Regions from separate parts of the Anser cygnoides genome. Here region 2 is linked to region 1. The links are chromatin contacts, called in public Hi-C maps. All regions are on one chromosome and are shown on one strand. The core of a region is the stretch at or near the end of the contact, and the rest is flanking DNA. Distances in the headings are between cores, read along the strand shown.

Evidence for each region. Hi-C and Micro-C count contacts between places; a contact is called where the count stands out from the background.
Region 2: a contact with region 1 is called in a Hi-C map of granulosa cells, with 2.1 times the contacts expected there. The contact joins the promoter of CCN2 here to the enhancer-like site in region 1. A contact is called at or near these places in 2 of 7 Hi-C or Micro-C datasets (granulosa cells and liver).

What each region holds. Positions count from the first base shown.
Region 1 is chr3:62,582,211-62,585,695 of Taihu_goose_T2T_genome, forward strand. All of the region lies in intron 2 of STX7 (syntaxin 7), which reads left to right. Among named protein-coding and RNA genes, the nearest start is that of STX7, 17 kb to the left of the region's middle. Within about 2 kb of position 1,466, at least 1 of the 3 cell types and tissues checked has open chromatin away from gene starts, as enhancers often do.
Region 2 is chr3:62,896,756-62,899,903 of Taihu_goose_T2T_genome, forward strand. CCN2 (cellular communication network factor 2) reads left to right here and starts at 1,670. Exons shown (of 5, transcript XM_048075774.2): 1 at 1,670-1,868; 2 at 1,972-2,197; 3 at 2,292-2,543; 4 at 2,777-2,988. The coding sequence starts at 1,812. LOC125184219 (a long non-coding RNA gene) reads right to left here and starts at 1,508. Exons shown (of 4, transcript XR_010830386.1): 1 at 1,288-1,508; 2 at 1-1,201.

The DNA.
Region 1 (3,485 bases), core at 216-2,715:
ATTTTAAGGATTCTGTGGGCTGTGTGTTGATTCACCTCACTCTTCAGCTGTGAGGCTGCAACAAGGTGAAGATGTTCACGGCCAATTGAGGGTTTTAAAGTTTGGTTTTCTAAATGTTAAACTGAGTAACATGAAACTGAATGGGAAGGTGGCTGATCATGGGTAAGTTGGGAAGGCATCTCTCCTGTAGTTGGAGTTATTGGTTAGTGCTCCAAGTCAGGACCATCATCTGTTTCCCTTGTCTCATGCTAGGAGATGAGTGTAGTGCTTGGACATCTCTCAGTCCTACCAGAGAAGGTGGGTGACCTGCAGTCCTCTCATCATTTCCCTCTCAGTGGATGAAGGCCTTTCCAACATTAGGATTTTACTCAAGGATTTGTTTTTTCCTTTTCTTCTGCAAGAATACACTGGTGTTACAGCCTGCCTAGTGATGACTAGTTCTCGGGGATAGTTGCGTTTGCTCCTATATTGTTATAGGCAAGAAGTTGTCTATATTTGATCTTCGTTTTATTTATTTGTATTTTAAGTTGAAACTTCCTATGTGATCTTAAACATTTTCATGTTCAAGCAGCAGAACAATCAATTATGTGGGTTTACTTGTAGTGCTGGAAAAGATTTGCAGAGCTGTCTGAAAAATAAGGGAAGACAAGGAGAAAGGAGGTAAGACTTTCTTCTTCCCTAGCCAGCTAAAAGCCAGCTGTTAAGCAAGTACAGTGTGTGATCCAATATTTGAAATACGTTTTCATCTATGGAATAAATACAATGTATTGCAAATCTGTCAGGAGCACGTTTCTCAAATAATCCTATCTTTATAAAAAAAAATATATACATATATATATATTTCCACTGTAAATCTCACTACTCCTGCAACTCACGTAGGGAAAATGAGGCCTTTTATATGAAGCAGCATTGCTATTCTATTCTGTGCCCTTTTTTATTCTTTTGACCTGGAGGAAGAGCTTCCGCTGCCTATAAATGGAACCACTGTTTGGCCCAGTAAAAGTAAACATAAGCTGGCTCTTAAGTAATTTTCTCAGTAGGAATTCAGGTTAGGTCTTAATTGTTCCTCTGGCTCATCATTAACCATGGCTGACCTGTTCCTGAGCATGTGACTGCTCGGAGAGTGGCCGAGTAGCTTTCAACAGGTAATTGTTACATATTAGGAAGTATAGATTAGGAATGCTGGAAGAGGAATGAAAAATCTTCTTACTAATACAGTATTGCTTCTTTCTAATACTCATTCTGAGGTGGGAAGAGTGAGATTGCTTCCTTTGGCAGGTGAGATGGCAGTTGCTTGGAGAAAATGCATTTGGATCGAGTGGTGTTGCGCAGTCTGCTTCCTGCAGGACTTTCCGGCTGCGGTGGCTTGCTGCCAGCCCCTGGCTGACAAGGTGCTGCTCCCCCTGGAGTTGCTGTGTGAGCTCCGAAAGAACCATTGGTCGTCCTTACATGCCAGCACCTGCCTCGACCTCCAGCGCAGGGCTGGCCACAGTCATTAGCCTGCCTCTGACGACTTCTGGAAAAAATGTCTGTGTGCACACAGTGCGTGTGCTTCTGCAGCTCCGGAGCAAAGTCCAGCAGCTACTTCTGCATATCCAAGGAGCACGAGCTAAGGCATCGAGCTTTGCACTGGAATGGATTCAAGTCGTGCACAAGATCCATTCAGGCTCTGTCATGGGATTGGTATTGCCCAGAGGGGCAGAAAGGACCTCTGGTAGGAGGATTACTCCTGTTGTCAGAGTTCCTGGTCGTTGCCACAAGGTGTGGGAAGCTGGAACAACCAGGAAGTAGGGAAAGAAAAACCTGGAGGGATGAGGTCACCTAGGAGCCAGTCAGAACTGTGCTCTCATCTTTGGTTTCTGATGATTATCAGTGTATTTATGGCACAGATCTATGGCCTTGTGATTTAGGCCTATGCTTTCAGCTCTCTGGGACACCTGAGCGTCAGAGCTGATGAACTGAGAGGCACCTAAGGAGCAGCCAGCGCTTTGCCACCCTGAATTCCCTGCACAGGGGCAAAAAGCTGGTTAAACAAGGAAGGCATTATGAATACTGTGATCAGTAGTGAAGCTGGGAATTTAGGGGCCTCTGACTTACAAAAAGTAATGCTAGGTTTCCAGCAGTTTCGCTTTTCCTCTTCAGTGCCAAGGCCATCTCGGTACTTGCTTTTGAAACAGGACAGCGGAGGTGTTTCTAGCTTTCAGGAGGAGAGGCTGTGGCTACCATGCTTCTCTGTTGAGGAAGGAAAGGGACGCTGACTTATACCTAAAGGTTTTGAAGCTAGTTGTTGCTTAAAATCAAATTCTCTTAAGATCACTGTGTATGTCTGAAGGAACAAGACGCTTCACCTCTGTGATCCAGGTGGCACTGTCTGAATCTATTTCAAATTCGGTTTTTATCAATAAATTTATACAAGTTCATGAGTCCAGACAAATGTCTGTGGTTTAGGTAGTTTTAGGGTTACATCTATAATGTATCAAATGTCTAGGTGAGAATTAGCTACAGTAAGAAATCTGTAATCACAAAATCTATAAGACAATATAAGAAATACATTTTTAAGCCTATATACATTGTAGCATGTTTATATTAATGTGAAGGAGTACAAAGGATGGATTTCTTTGTCTTGTAAACCTGCAGGTACGTACTGTAAATTTTGCAACAAGGTCAGCTTCTTTGTTTTCTATATTCTGCTTTTCCTACCAACTTGTTTAATGCCTGTGCAAAACGACAAACCTTTGGCTTTCTTATGAAAACAGTGTTGAGACTGCTGCTGAAGACTGTTGGCAAAAGTTTACTTTTACCACTTCACTTTTTTTCTGTTTGCTTACTTGTATAAGCAATGTTTCATTTTTCAAAGTGCTGTATAGTTCCCATGATTGAAAAACTGAAAAAGAAATGCTCTTTTTCTTTCTAAATAATATCCTTGTTGTGAAAGGTTAAGGAGGAAAATGCTAAATTAAAGGAAGCCCAGAAAAATTGGTGTCAGTTCAGTCCTTGGTATGTCCATTCTTTTATTTTTCCCAGACAGGTTACAAAGCCTGTTAGCACTTGGTTATTTTGATGTTTCTTGATGCTGCTTACAGGATTCTTGGTAAAAACGTGTTTTAATTTTGTGCTGAATTCTTGAATCACAAGACATGAACCGGGATGAACTTCCCTCTGCCTAGAACTGTGTAGTGTCCAGCTATGCTGTGCTGGCTTTTAATTTCCCCTCAATCATCTACTTGTGTTCATTTTTAGAAGTAGGGTAAATATCTAATTAAGCTGATATGCAAATATGTTAAATACAGGCTTTCAGAGAATTTCTCAGGTGTGAGCCCTTCTTTTAAAACAATTTTCACTTCTTCATTTGTAGTTAAATAACTCTACCTCTAGGTGGCAGTAAAACATGCTACTCTTTCTGTCTGCAAGAAGAGATGTTATGAGAGTGCTTGCAGGTTGTTTTTTCTCCCTGTAAAAACACATCAAGACTAACCGAGCACCTT
Region 2 (3,148 bases), core at 420-2,919, 310 kb after region 1:
GACAGATTTATCCTTTAATTTTGGATTTCCTGGCTTTCTGGTGGTTTGTTACTTTTAAACAGACTTTTTCTGTCGGTGAGATTCTCGGGTTTTGTTTAATAAAATTGATTCTCTGAAAAAACCTCTTACATGGAAAGTTATAAAACATGTCTAGAGCCTCTCTCTCTCTGATGTTCTCCTACCATATTTAGGCATTTAAAAAAGGCATTCTGTTTACCTGGTTACATTTGCATTTTGGTATGCATGTCATACATAGTTTGGTACACATATTATTTACCCAGCACTGAGGCCATTGGAGTCCTTCAAGTAAATAGAGATTTCGGGCGGCCTCATGTTTGAGAACATATATTATTTACCATAACCGTTCCTCTGGGACTTCTTCTCTTTCAGAGCCAATCTCATTTCTTTTAATGGAGAACTTCAAGTAGACGGAATGACATCCAAATGACTTTAGCAGCCAAAGTACAGGGCTGGCAGAATATAAAGACAGTTTTACAGTACAATATATCCTATTGGGGCTTTACATGAAAATGTATCTTCTTCCCTCAAGAATCCTGTGAATACATATTGCAGTGTCATAGCATGGATATGAGCACGCATGTGTACAGAGGAATGGAAAGAGGGAGGGATATGGCAGCGGGAGAATGACTACATGCAGAAGATGCTGTCTTTTAAGACACCCACCAGATTCCAATTTGCCTAACAAGATGCACGAAGGCAATCTCTCTCGTTAAATGCTAACATACTTCTGCGGGTCAAGAGTCAAAACGCAGGCATTCCTCGTGCCAAAGCGGAGGTCAAACAACGTGACATCACTGAATATTCAACTGGTACACGGGGAGCGGGGGGAAGAACCATCCTTCTGGCCTATGAATAAATAAATAAATAAAAGAAAATGCAAAGCCTAAGAGTTATCTGCAAGGATTTAATCCAAACCACAACACGTAGGTTTGGGGTTCGGTCAGATCCAAGGCACGGTGCTGGGGTTTCGGCTGAGCGCGGTGGCGCGCCTGGTTGTCCTCCCGGGACGGTCTGACAGGGAGCTTCGGAAGCGGGGCTGTGCTAAGACTGTGTTGCTCGGGGATGACAGCTGCACACAGGCAGCGGGAAAATAATAGCCACTTCTTCCATGCTCCAGACTCGCTCCGTTGTGCCAAATATTTCAGAGTAAATAGGCACTCTCTCTATTCATAGAGAGCATCTATTAGGAAAGGAACACATTACAAATATTCGGTATGATTCAGGAGGACACAGAGTCAATTTATACACCCCGCGGGGTAATTATACCTTTTTTGGTCGTAACAAAACGCTCGGAATACGCCGGGACGGGCGGCGGGCACCGGCCGGCGAGGGCCTGGGGAGGGGGGGGCGAAGCATTCCCGGGCCGCCCCTAGCAACCGGCCGGGCGCGGGGCGGGCCGCGGCGTGAGGAAAACACGGCGATTTTTTTTTTCCCTAAAAAAAAAAAAAAAAGGGAAAAGGGGGGCGGAACGGGGGGAGGCGGAGGAATGCGGGAGCCAGGGGTCAGGGCCGCTCCGGGGCGGGGCGGGCGGCGCGGCGCGCAGGAATGCGGGGAATGCGGCTGCTGGTGCGCGGCCCCATTCAGCCCATTGGCGGGGCCGCGCCGCCGCCGCCTATAAAGGGGCGCCCGCCGCCGGGCTCCGCAGTCACGCAGCCACTGTCCCGGCGGCTAACGGAGCACCGAGCACAGCACAGCACAGCCGAGCCGAGCCGCGCAGCTCAGACGCCGCCCGCACCGGCCCCGCTGAAGGGAAGCGCTCTCCCGGGACCTCGCCTCGCAGCCGCCTCAGGATGTCCCCGTCCAGCCTCGCCGCCGCCCTCCTCCTCCTCGTCGCCCTCCTCGGCCCGGTAAGTGCCGCCGCCGCCCGCCGCTGCTGCCCCGGCCGGCCCGGGCACGGCGTGGCGGCGCTGACGGCCGCTGTCTCCTTCTCTCCCCCCGCCGCCGGCGCAGGACGAGGCCCGCGGGCAGGAGTGCAGCGGGCAGTGCCAGTGCGGGGCCGGGCCCGGCCCCAGCTGCCCCGCCGGCGTCTCCCTGGTGCTCGACGGCTGCGGCTGCTGCCGGGTGTGCGCCAAGCAGCTGGGCGAGCTGTGCACCGAGCGCGACCCCTGCGACCACCACAAGGGGCTCTTCTGCGACTTCGGCTCCCCCGCCAACCGCAGGATCGGCGTCTGCACCGGTGAGTGGGGACCGGCACCGGGGACGGGGGACGGGGGACGGGGTCCCGGCGGCCGGGGCTGAGCCTGACCCTTCTCCGCCTCCTGCCCCCGCAGCTCGGGACGGCGCCCCGTGTGTCTTCGGCGGCATGGTGTACCGGAGCGGGGAGTCCTTCCAGAGCAGCTGCAAGTACCAGTGCACCTGCCTGGACGGGGCGGTGGGCTGCGTGCCCCTCTGCAGCATGGACGTGCGCCTGCCCAGCCCCGACTGCCCCTTCCCGCGGAGGGTGAAGCTCCCCGGCAAGTGCTGCGAGGAGTGGGTCTGTGACGAGCCCAAGGAGCAGACTGCTGTGGGACCTGCTCTTGCTGGTGAGTGGGGGTCCCTCCGTGGGTGGTGGGCTGAGGGGAAAGGGGTGCCTGCTTGGGGTCAGGTGTAGCAGGGTGGGTTGATGTGGGGCTGCCCCAGCAGCCGGAGGGCAGCAGTGAGTGGGGTTGCCCTGCAGATAAGCATAGTTACGGAAATTTCCCTGGGAAGGGGACAGAGCATCTAGCAGGGTGCAAACTCGGATGGTAGCCTCATCCTGGTTGTCTGTCCCCTGCAGCGTACAGACTGGAAGACACTTACGGTCCGGACCCGACCATGATGCGTGCCAACTGCCTGGTGCAGACCACCGAATGGAGTGCCTGCTCCAAGACCTGCGGCATGGGCATCTCAACCAGGGTCACCAACGATAATGCCTTCTGCAGACTGGAGAAACAGAGCAGGCTCTGCATGGTCAGACCTTGTGAAGTGGACCTGGAGGAAAATATCAAGGTAAAGAGTCTCAGCTTTAATGTATGATCTATTAGGATGCTTTCATCAGCTGGCAAAAAAATATCTCACCAAAGAACATGGCATTCTGATAGGTAGTAAGTTTCAGTAGTAAGTTTCAAGTGGCTCATCATGAAGTTTGAGTTTTGCCCCAGTAGTGAAT